Regions from separate parts of the Mus musculus genome. Here region 1 is linked to region 2. A link is a contact called in public HiChIP or PLAC-seq data. All regions are on one chromosome and are shown on one strand. The core of a region is the stretch at or near the end of the contact, and the rest is flanking DNA. Distances in the headings are between cores, read along the strand shown.

Evidence for each region. HiChIP or PLAC-seq counts read pairs in DNA pulled down with a chosen protein or histone mark.
Region 1: a contact with region 2 is called in a BATF HiChIP or PLAC-seq map of CD8 T cells, with 7 read pairs. The contact joins two enhancer-like sites. A contact is called at or near these places in 3 of 484 Hi-C or Micro-C datasets (CD4 T cells, CD8 T cells and regulatory T cells), 6 of 115 datasets of contacts at active chromatin or transcription factors (CD4 single positive thymocytes, CD8 T cells, the SCID.adh cell line and 2 more) and 2 of 9 other capture datasets (adipose tissue and liver).

What each region holds. Positions count from the first base shown.
Region 1 is chr6:72,985,903-72,991,211 of GRCm38.p6, forward strand. No RefSeq gene overlaps it. Among named protein-coding and RNA genes, the nearest start is that of Gm31547, 19 kb to the right of the region's middle. Within about 2 kb of position 3,334, at least 104 of the 459 cell types and tissues checked have an H3K27ac peak or open chromatin away from gene starts, as enhancers often do. A contact at or near this core is called in CD8 T cells, adipose tissue, bone marrow-derived macrophages and 1 more, where this site is marked.
Region 2 is chr6:72,878,352-72,883,910 of GRCm38.p6, forward strand. All of the region lies in intron 1 of Kcmf1 (potassium channel modulatory factor 1), which reads right to left. Among named protein-coding and RNA genes, the nearest start is that of Kcmf1, 19 kb to the right of the region's middle. Within about 2 kb of position 3,105, at least 154 of the 459 cell types and tissues checked have an H3K27ac peak or open chromatin away from gene starts, as enhancers often do. A contact at or near this core is called in CD8 T cells, adipose tissue, bone marrow-derived macrophages and 1 more, where this site is marked.

The DNA.
Region 1 (5,309 bases), core at 2,084-4,583, 110 kb after region 2:
CATTTAATATAAAGTTGGTTGAGGGAGGATTACAGCCTCAGTCTGGGGTTCTCCAGATGTGGGATGCTGACTCGGGCTCCTTGAAGTCAGTGGCTATGGCACATTGGATTTTCCAGAAAGGTTTAAAGTCAGTCTGTTTATCCAGGACACCCCTTCCTCCTGAAAGAAGGAAGCAGACTAGGGCTGAAAGAAGCCCAAGTGTCATGTCAACTCCTGCTTAATGATAGCTTCTGTTTCTCTGACACCCCATGGGGCTGCTGGCATTGGACTCTAGATGGGCTGCAATAGCTCTGGGAAGGGCCAGGTGGCTCTCTGTTGCTTAGTTCTCTAGACAGCTAGAACAAGTTCTGTCCATCCCAGAGAACTCTAGAGACTGTTTTAGAGTGGAACTGGATGCCTGTCGGAGTTTCTCCCAGCCTCCCTGACCCATCTGCCCTCTTCTTTTCTCTTTAGCTTGTGTGTATATGCACCTTTGTGCATGTGTTGGTGTTTGCACCGTGTGTGTGTGTGTGTGTGTGTGTGTGTGTGTGTGTGTGTGTGTGAGAGAGAGAGAGAGAGAGAGAGAGAGAGAGAGAGAGAAAACATGCATATTTATATGCATGTGCATGCTCTTCTGTGTCAAGGCTAGAAGACAACTTCATGTCATTTCTCAGGTGCCATCCACTTTCTTTGAGACACCATATTTCATTGGCCTGCAGCTCAATGGACTGGCTAACGGGCAAACCTGGGAGCCACAGAGATCCTTCTGTCTCTGCCTCCTCAGTGCTGGAATTATGGGATGTGCCACCATACCAGCTCTTTGCGTGGGTTCTGGAGATTTAGGTAGAATGCTTGCCTGGCAAGCACCTTACCAACTGAACTCTCTCTCTAGACTCCTGTTCTCACCCCCTTTTTAGATTTTTAAATTTCATGTGTATGAGTATTTTGCCTAAATGTAGAGATGTGTACCACATGTGTGCCCAGTGCCTGAGGAGGTCAAAAGAAGCTATTGGTTCTTCTGGAATTGGAGTTAAAGATGGTTGGGAGCCACCGTGTAGGTGCTGGGAATTGAACCTGGATCCTCTCCAAGAACACAAAAGAATTTAGGGAGGAAGGAATTTATTTTGGCTCAGTTTCTGGTTCCAGTCCATCCGAGCAGGGCAGTCACAGAGGCAGGATCTTGACACAGCTGGGCATATCACATACACTGTGGAGAGCAGAAAGCGACAGGTTCATGCGTGCTAACCGTCAGCTTCATTTCTCCTCTTTTACAGCCTGGGACCCCAAGCCAAGGAACAGTTTTGCCAACTTTTATGCTGGTTCTGCCTGTACCAGGTAATGTAATTAAGAGACTCTTTCCCTGGGGTCGTGGCCACAGGCTCCCACCTCTAATCCAGACGCTATCTGCAACTGATACCTGCTGGAGAAGTTGAAAATCATTTATATATATATATAAATATATATATACCAATGGAGCCTCACTGGATGTATCAACTGTATTCTAGGGAAGCCCCCAGGTGGCCAATGCAAAATGAACTCAGTGGTGTTTTTGTAGACTTTTTTTTTTTTTTTTTTTTTTGGTTTTATTGGGTGAGAGGTGAATTACATAAAAGGCTCCAGTAGACTGAGAAGCTGTGGGTAGGAAAGTTAATTTAATGGCCAGGCCTGTGGAAGCTTCTGATGAGGAGCTCCAGGCACCAGGCTGGTGTCTATTGCTTCTGACTGTGGGAGAATGACCTGCAGATGGACACGTCCATCTCCAGATCTCCCCGCTTTCTGTCCTTTAACAGGACCCTGTGCCTTGTGCATAGAGTCTCACTTCACAGAGAGTCTGTGGCCGTTCAGTTCTGATTAAAGAACAATTCTGCCTCTGGAGACGCCTGGCTGCTCCCCTCTGCCTCCTTTCCCTCCAGCAACCTCACTTTAACACTGGTCTTCTGCCTACTTGTTCTGATTTTCATTTTTTGTGAGTTTTTTGTTTCTTTTTTGGTGGTGGGGTTGGGGGGGGGGGAGGAAGGTGAGGGAAGAACTTGAAGGAATTGGGAGAGGGTAAATATGATAAAAATATATTGCATGAAAAGTTGTTTTAATTTTAAAAAAAGAAAGAAAACCTCACAGACACAACCAAAGACCAACTTGATCTAGACCAGTGGTTCTCTACCCTTTCTCAAGGGTCTTTTAAGAGCATCAGAAGACACAAATATTTCAAGTATAATTCATAATAGAAGCAAAATTACAGTTATGAAGGAGTAATGAAAATAATTTTATGCTGGGGGGCTGGTCCCCACATCATGAGGAACTGTATTAAAGGGCCACAACATTAAGAAGAGAGATTTAGACAAAGCTCATTGAGACTCTCTCCAGGTGACTGTAGATTGTGTCAATTAAACCAAACACCACAGCATGCTTTATGTTTATATCATTTGTCTATGATCTAAGTATGTGATTCTCAAACTGTGGATCTGTAAGCATGGCCTTCAAAAGGTGGGTGACACACCAGCTTTTGGTGTGCCCTGTATCCCTTTAAAGATAATGCTAGTTGGTAGTAAGAGGAAGGAAGTGTGTGTGTGTGTGTGTGTGTGTGTGTGTGTGTGAGTGTGTGTGGTCTGAGTTTGGGGCCAGCCTGGTCTACACAGTGAATTCTAGGCTAGCCAGGGCTATTTAGAGAAACCCTGTCTCAAAAGGAAAAAAGGGGGTGGGGAAGCAACTCAACAAAAGGTATCATGAAAAAAAGGTGTGTTTGTGTGTGCACACGCATCCTCTATGGGCCAACTTGAAAGAGCAGAGTGGTTTTCTTGTCATCTCATTTCTGGGAGGCAGTGAGCGGTTTGCTTTGTAGAGATGGTGCTTTTCTTGGGGTCATGTCCTGGCACACTTGGAGAGAGGTCTCCTCTTGGGTGGGAATTATGGGACACAAGAAGATTCCACAGAGGCCATAGCAAGAAGGAGAACATATGAGTGACCCTCCGCGGCCAGAGCAGCTTTTGACTCACAGCCTGGCATTAGGGCTGAGCCACCAGGCTAGGGCTATGTATGGTCCATGGGACCAGGCCCCATCAGAACATCATTCATGGAACAGACACAAGGGATCCACTACTCTAGAAAGGACTTCAGACAAGGAAGAAGGAAAAAGAGAAGTTGAGAAGAGGTCTCTTTATCCCCCACTGGCCCAGCCATAACTCTCTGTATCTGCTGCAAGATGCTAGGGCCTTGTTCCAAAAGCTGGTGGGATCTCAGAGGCCAGGTGGTGGCCACAGGCATCCAGCCAGCTCAGCGCACTGCATACCTCACAGGATTCCAGCCTGGCGAGCAGCTGCAGCGCTGACAAACAGGCAATAGAGCTAATCCTCAGGCTTTTCAAAGAGCCCAATGATGTCACTTCCTCATTCCCGGAGGCGTGCTTTAAGACCCTCTAGGATGCAGGATGCCGGACCCACCTGCTCCTGCTCTCCTCATTGGTTGCATTCATCCAGCATAACTTTCAGCTCTCTCCCTCCCCTGTCTCCTCTCCCTTCCTTTTTCTTCTCTATTCTTCTCCCCCTCTCTTTTCTCTTCTGTCTACACTCCTTTCCTCTCTTCTTTCTTTCCTATCTCTTCCTCCTCCTCCCCACCCCATTACCATCTGCACACAGGAGTCAATATTTCCTTAGGCCATAATGCTATTGTGCAATTTTGAGGTCAAAAGGCACACACACTTTAAATGGCGCTAAGTACCTTACAGAAGAGTTTGATGTTCCTATTGGTTGCTGACAAGCTTTCATTTTCACCAGTTTGAGAGGTGGTTTTAATTTGCTTTTAAGTTTTCATGGTTGGACAAGGAGGCACATGGTGGTGATCCTAGCTCTTGTGAGTTTGGGGGAAGATCATGAGTGTGAGGCTAGCCTGGGCTACACGGTCTTTTGGGCAGGTCTTGTGCTGGTGGCCATGTCTGTTGTGTGTCTGTGATTGCCACGGCCATGCCCTTTCTAGGGGACAGCTTTTCGGGACGCTCCCCTCCATCCTCCAGCTCTTACGATCTCCCCACCCCATCTGCCTCCGTGGGCCCTGGGTGTTGGAGATGGGTGCAGAGACGCACTGTTGAGGGCTTGCACTCTGCAGTCATTTGTTCTCAGCACTTTGACAGGAGCTGAGTCTCTGCATTAGCAGTTGCCCTTTGCACAAAGGAGCTTCTCCAAGCCAGGCTGGGGGCAGAACTTTGCCAGCTGAGAAATGTAAATGCTTTGGAGGGAAGTCATGCTTGGAGTACGGGGAAACTGAAGGACCTCTGGGATGCTTGTGCAACTAGAGACTTATGTGTTTTCACATCTTAATCACTGGCTGCTGCAGTGTGGTGGCCGGAGGGTGTGATCTGCAGATCTTTCTAGATGCTAGTTCCGGGAAGCTTCTACTTAGTTCTCTCTCCCAGAGTTCAGTCAACCATGGAATGGTTGGGTGGGTGTAGGTGTAGCTTCTGTAAAGTCATCATTTCTCCTCTGCCTCTGCCAGAGCCTCACCAGGTCCCCCAAGTCTCCCTTAATTCATCTCACACTTCCACTTTCGACTTTCGCTTTCTCTGACTTCCTTTCCATGCTGTAGTCTAGTGAGCTGAATAAGCATGCATTTGGCTGTGCAAACCTCTGCAGGGCTCTGCAGGACCCCTGCCTCCTTACTACTGCAGCTCTGGAGACCTCCCCTCTGGTTCAGTGTCTCTGTCTCTCTCTGTCTCGGTGTCTCTGTCTCTCTCTCTTTCTCTCTCTCTCTTACCCTTATGGCCTTGATTCAAGTCTGTGACCACACTCCTTCTCTCAGACCTCCTGGCCTTCGCTAAGCTGCTCTGAAATAAACTCTTCTGAAGTTTAGTTTAATTTGGACGATTCCAGTGGAAAACTCAGGAAAGATGGACTTGGCACACTCATTATTTGTCTCTTGTTAGCCTCTGGATCCTGGTTGCTTGCTTGCGCTCTAAAATGACCAGGAAAGGTTTAATTTAGTATAGTTTATTATTAACTAATTAAATGTGTGTGTTTGTGTGTATGTGTGTGTGTGTGTTCTAATGTCTGAGTAGAGGCACACATGTGCCGTGGAGCATGTGTGGAGGTTGGAGGACAACCTTCCGTGCTGGTCCTTACCTTCCATCTTGTTTGAGGTATGGTCCTGTGTTTCCTGCTGTGTACACAGGCTGGCTGATCCAACGGCTTCCTGGCAGCCTTCTGTCTCTGCTTCTCATCTGGTTGTAGGAGAACTGGGGATTATAGATGCATGCTACTGTGTCCAGCTCTATGTGGGTCCTGGGGACTTGAACTCAGATCCTTACCCTTCCACCTCCCTATAACTCCAGCTGCAGAGGAACC
Region 2 (5,559 bases), core at 1,855-4,354:
CATGATTTTTTTAGCTCTTATAAAGTGTTCATTTATGAAAGTCACTGTGCTTCCTATCTTACTAGCCTCACTTGAGCAGTGCTTAGTGAGTGGGTAATAGTGGTTCCTAAGAGGTGCCATCAAAGCATGGCTGTTACAATGCTTCTGCCTAGAAGTTGGGAAGTGGCTGCCAGGTAGTCACTGTCTGCAATGTAATGGATGACAGCTGGTGAGCTTCCTACCTTTCACCTGGCTTCCAAATGGACCGGGGTGGGGGTGGGGTGGGGGGGACAGGACACACGACAAAAAAACTAACTTTGTACTTCTTTTGAACCAGCTGCATTTTACATGTAAATACTAAATATTTCTTTAGGCTTTAAAACACACATCATCAGCAATGCAACGTTTGGAATGTGATGGCCTTGAGTTGGTCACTAGGAGACAATGCTGGTAACAACACTGTGTAGTTCATGACTGCTAATAAAATGCTTAATTGCTCCAGAGCCATTATACCTTGGGCTGTTTGGGGGATCAAACTCAGGGCCTCTTGAATGTTTCTAAAGTATTCTTTCTATTACTGACTACACCCCAGGACTGAGAATTAATATTATAAAAGGCATTTGTTTTTATTTTTATTTCTCTGTCTTTGTGTTTGGGTGCCTGCAGAAGCAAGAGGGCTCTCTTTGGATCCCTGGAGCTGCAGTTACAGACACAAGCAGCCTGACATGCATGCTGGGAATTGACCTCAGTTCCTCTATAAGGGCAAGAAGTGTTCTTAACAGCTGAGGCATCTCTCTAGCCCAGGAAGACATTATTAAACAGTATTTCATTTTTCTTTAGTAGGGTTTCTGGTTATTTCTTTTTAGAACATGAGAATAAGATCTATTTATAGAAAATTTCCAGAAAATTTATTATAGAAAAGTGGTAAGAAACCCAACATCTCTAAGCACTATGAAAGAATGGTTCCAAGAGATTCACATCAGTGACTACGAGATGAGAGACAGTGTGCCACTAGGGCCAACTTAAGCAACCAGACATAATGGTCCTCTTGGTGCGATAGAAGAAGTTTCGTAAAATATTCAGCATCTATAAAATATCCTTTCTAAAAATAAACCTGTGGACTGTATCATTTAAAAGGAACATGGAGGATGAAAGAATACATAAATTACACCCCAAATGTGTACAACCAGCCAGAGACCAACTGCTAAGAAGCCGCACCTCCCTCTTGCGAGCCCAGCATTTGGGAAGCAGTGGAGCAATGGAGAACGCCCTGATACCCAAACAAATAACAGCAGCACAGGCCACCACAAAGAAGCAGCACTAGCCAAATTGGTGAGTTCCAGGGTCAGTGAAAAATTCTGTCTCCAAAATGAAGGTAACTGAGGAATGACACCCACACCATGCACAGCATTCACAGGTTTGTCTTAGCAAGAGATCTGGGCTTGCAAGTCTGACCCACATATCCATCAGCATCTACTCTATCCTAGAACCGCAGAGCACTCACCACCAAAACAGGGGAAATGCTGATGTGCTCAAGGCAGAGACTATACAAAGGATGTAGAGCAGCACACATCTGAAGCCTCGGAAATCAAGAGGCAGGGTCTGAGTGCCTATACAGAGCCAGCCAGGGCTCTACAGTGAGACCTTTTCTCAAAAACAGAAACACAAACAACAAAACCCACAACAGAGAGAAGTGACAGCTTCTTCAAGTAGCTCCCTCGACTCCAGGTTGACCATCTACAGAGTCAACACTGTGAACCACTCAACCAGTGAAGATTTCCTCTACATCAATATCCAAACACATCTATCATGTCCACAAGGAAGTCTTCACAACATACAAAATGAAGGCAAGACAAAGTCTACAGAGATGGTCTGACAAATCTATGTATAACCCGATGTGAAAGGCCATGGATTTGGCAAGCTGGATGGTATAGACTAGAAGCACCTCACCGCTGTTCTTCCTTAGTACAACTTATTTTCCTGCATTTTCCAGCCATGGTCTCACACTCACTGGCCTGTAAATTCTGCTTCTATTCTATTCAGGCAAATCACTTTACACTTTTCAACTCCCAGTCTTCACACAGAACAATCCTGAACTCACATATCAGAAGGTATCCTGCTGTTATACTCCTTGACCACTAGAATGCAAACCCCTCACAAGCAGAAGCAGTATCTTATGAAAGGAACTGTATCCAGGTGTGATGGGACACACAGAAGCTCACCACTCACACATATGGTCCAAGGCCAGACCGCTCTAAATCAGCCAGACTGTCTGAAAGGGCCAGCAAGATGGGTGAGCCTGCTGACTTAAGCTTCCAGCGAATGGAGAGAAGCCATCCCCAAAAGTTGTCCTCTGGCACAGGAAGATACTACTAATAAATAAAATAGTATATATTATATATATTATAATATATAATAAATTAGTAAGTGAATACACATTTTAAAATGTGCTGTACATGGAAACATCTTGTCAATTTTTTTTTTAAGATTTATTTATTATTATATGTAAGTACACTGTAGCTGTCTTCAGACACACCAGAAGAGGGAGTCAGATCTTGTTACGGATGGCTGTGAGCCACCATGTGGTTGCTGGGATTTGAACTCTGGACCTTCGGAAGAGCAGTCGGGTGCTCTTACCCACTGAGCCATCTCACCAGCCCCACATCTTGTCAATTTAAAACAATTATTTACAAGGCTATTTGTTGTATCCAGGATGAAATGACACTTATGAGCTAAAATAGTTAGGACCTACTATGTGCCAGGTACTACTCTAAATATTTTATCTACACTAACCAACACACACAACCATGCTCCAAGGCTGCTAAGAATTTTATCTTTTATGCTAAATGATACCCAGAGACCTAAGTAAGACTTACTAGGGTGTACCCTAGGTCAGTCAGTGGCCAAACTGGATGTAAAGACAGGCAGTCATTCAAGTCTCATATACAGCTCCACTGTTCACAAGTGAGGAAAACCTTCAGCATAAGCAAGAAAGCTCTACCCACTGTGGCAGCCTGACCTCAGTGTATCTATGAACTGGTAAATTATCTTCTACTCTCTCCTGCCAGAGCATGGTAGTTGAGTCGTAAGATCTGAACTGTAGGCCTTCTTCGGTCACCACTGTGTGGTGACTCAGCTCTTCCGGACCACAGCGGGAAGGAGGAGTGGCAAACAGGAAACACATGGAGGCTGCAGCGCTTGTTTTCCTTCAGAACCGAAACGTCCATTACTATCTTTCTTTTGATTTTATTAGAGAAAAGGATTAGAATAAACTAATTCCCATAGCTAGATCTCCAAGCAGGGCCTGTACAGTTCTGCATAGCCTTCTGTAGAGTCCCCTTGCCAATGAACCAAAGAAGGGCAACAGTAACAGACCAATCTTGGACCATCCAAAACTGCCAGGCCCTCCCTCAATCAAGAAAATGAGCCCACAGGTTTGCCTACAGGCCACGTGGGTGGGACACTTTCTCAACTGAGACTCCCTCTTCCCAAATGACTCATGTTGACAAAAACCACCTACCTTCCTTACTCAGTACCATGCTCTCTAGTCATGCCCCACCCCCCAACCCCCAGTCCTTTGAGACAGGGACTCTGTGTAAGAGTTCTGGCCATCCTAGAACTTACTATGTATATCAGGCTAGCCTTTCTAGTCTCTTCTATCCCATGTCCTCCCACTTCAGTGTTGAGAATTCTCCAGAGCTTAATGATACAGTCTCCTTAGTCCACAAGCTCTGCTGTCCCAGCAGGCACTCTACCACTACAGAGCTGTCCAGCCAGGCGTTCCTTTTTCCAGTTTACTGCTCCCACCTTCAAACCATGCTTTTGTGAATCTTAACACATCAAGCTAGAAATCCCAACTTTCAGCTCCTTCCATAATCCTACGCCTAATCAATTACCAAATTTATCTATTTGCCTTCCCCAGCTCTTTAACCTGTTAATCTGACAGCTACCATAGGGTGCCTTCCGAAACTCATCCATGAAACTCACTCTCATTTCTTTTCTCCTCTCCGTTGAGCATGAGCTCATGATTCTGCTACCCAGCATTACCTACCCAGTCTCAGGGGACCAGAGCTCCACACAGCCTGGTCTATTTTCACAATGAGAACATAGCTAGGCATGGTGGATAGTTTGAGGCTAGTCTGTGCTACCAAACAAGACTGTCTCAGCAAGGTGTGGCTGGGAGCTGGAGAGCTGGTAAAATAGGACCCAGGCTCGGATCCTAGTACCTATATGGTAGCTCACAATCAACCCTAATTCCAATTCCAAGGACTGTGATATACCTCTTCCTGGGTTTCATGGGCACCAGGGATATATGTGGTACAGGTAAATATAATCGTGCTAACTACTCATCAATGAAAAAAAAAAAGAGAAAAGAAGGACAGGGCTGCCCCTAATGGTAGTCGTTTATTTTAGGTATAATGGAGATATGAAGGAGAGCAAGCCAGACGCAGAGGCATCTGAAGAGTCCAGAATAAACAGGACCTCCGCCTGGGCTGGGCGTGTGTGAGAGAGAGGCAGGAGGGGAGTGGAAGAGAGAGGAACCTGGGGCAGTGGCCAAGAGGACAAAAGAGGCCAGTGCAGCCAAGATGGCAGGTTATAGAGAAGAGAGGCTGGGGGAAGGGCAGCTCAGCTCAACCTGTGGGATAGAGAAGAGTAAGGTAGGGGACAGGGCAGGCCAGCTAGGAGGACTAGAGGGATGCTGGGAGATCCTGGTGGCCAGTGTCAGTTTTGTTATGTCAATAGTCACCTCTTGGCTGACTGTATGGATCTGAGACCTAATGACTCATACATATAAAAAAGCAAGGCTCATCAAACTTCAGCTTGTGGCCTACCAACTGTTTTCACAGAGCCCATTAGCTAACAATGGAATCTATATTTTTATATGACTGAGGAGCTTTGAAAAGAATACTATTTATGGCTGAGGGTGTGACAGAGGGCTTGCCTAGCATTTCCAACATCTGGGTTCAATCCACAAGACAGGCTAAAATAAATAAATGTATTTAACGTGCTTGCAAGTTATATGAAATTCAAATTTCAGTGGCCTAAGATCTACTTGTTCATACACAGCCACGATCATCTGTTTCTATACTATCAATGGCCGCTTTCATTACACAGCCAACAGAGTGGGGCAGTCCATAACTCACACACCACGGCTCACAAAGCCAAATGCACTGGCCAAACACAGAAGCTCAGTATGTTTAAATAAAAGTGAACATCGACTCTGGCTTCTGATAGAATTTGATGCAAAATTATAGCTTAGTTTTTTTTTTTTTAGCATTTCTTATATTAGTGACCTCGGACAAACAAACCTTCAGCTTTCTAATCTATGACACACTCTGTTGAGTTATTTTGGCTTTATTAATTTACTTTTGAATAAGTGCAGGTAAGCACTCCATACATGTGCTGTGCCCACCATGCACAGACACACACCCACAAATAAAATTGTAATTAAAAAATTAGGTATATCGTAAGACTGACGAAATGATCAGTACATGTGAACACCTCGGAATCTAACAGCTACCTGGTGAATGTTAGTTTCTCCCCTTCCTGCCTCCCATCTCCATTGCCCAGAAGCCTATG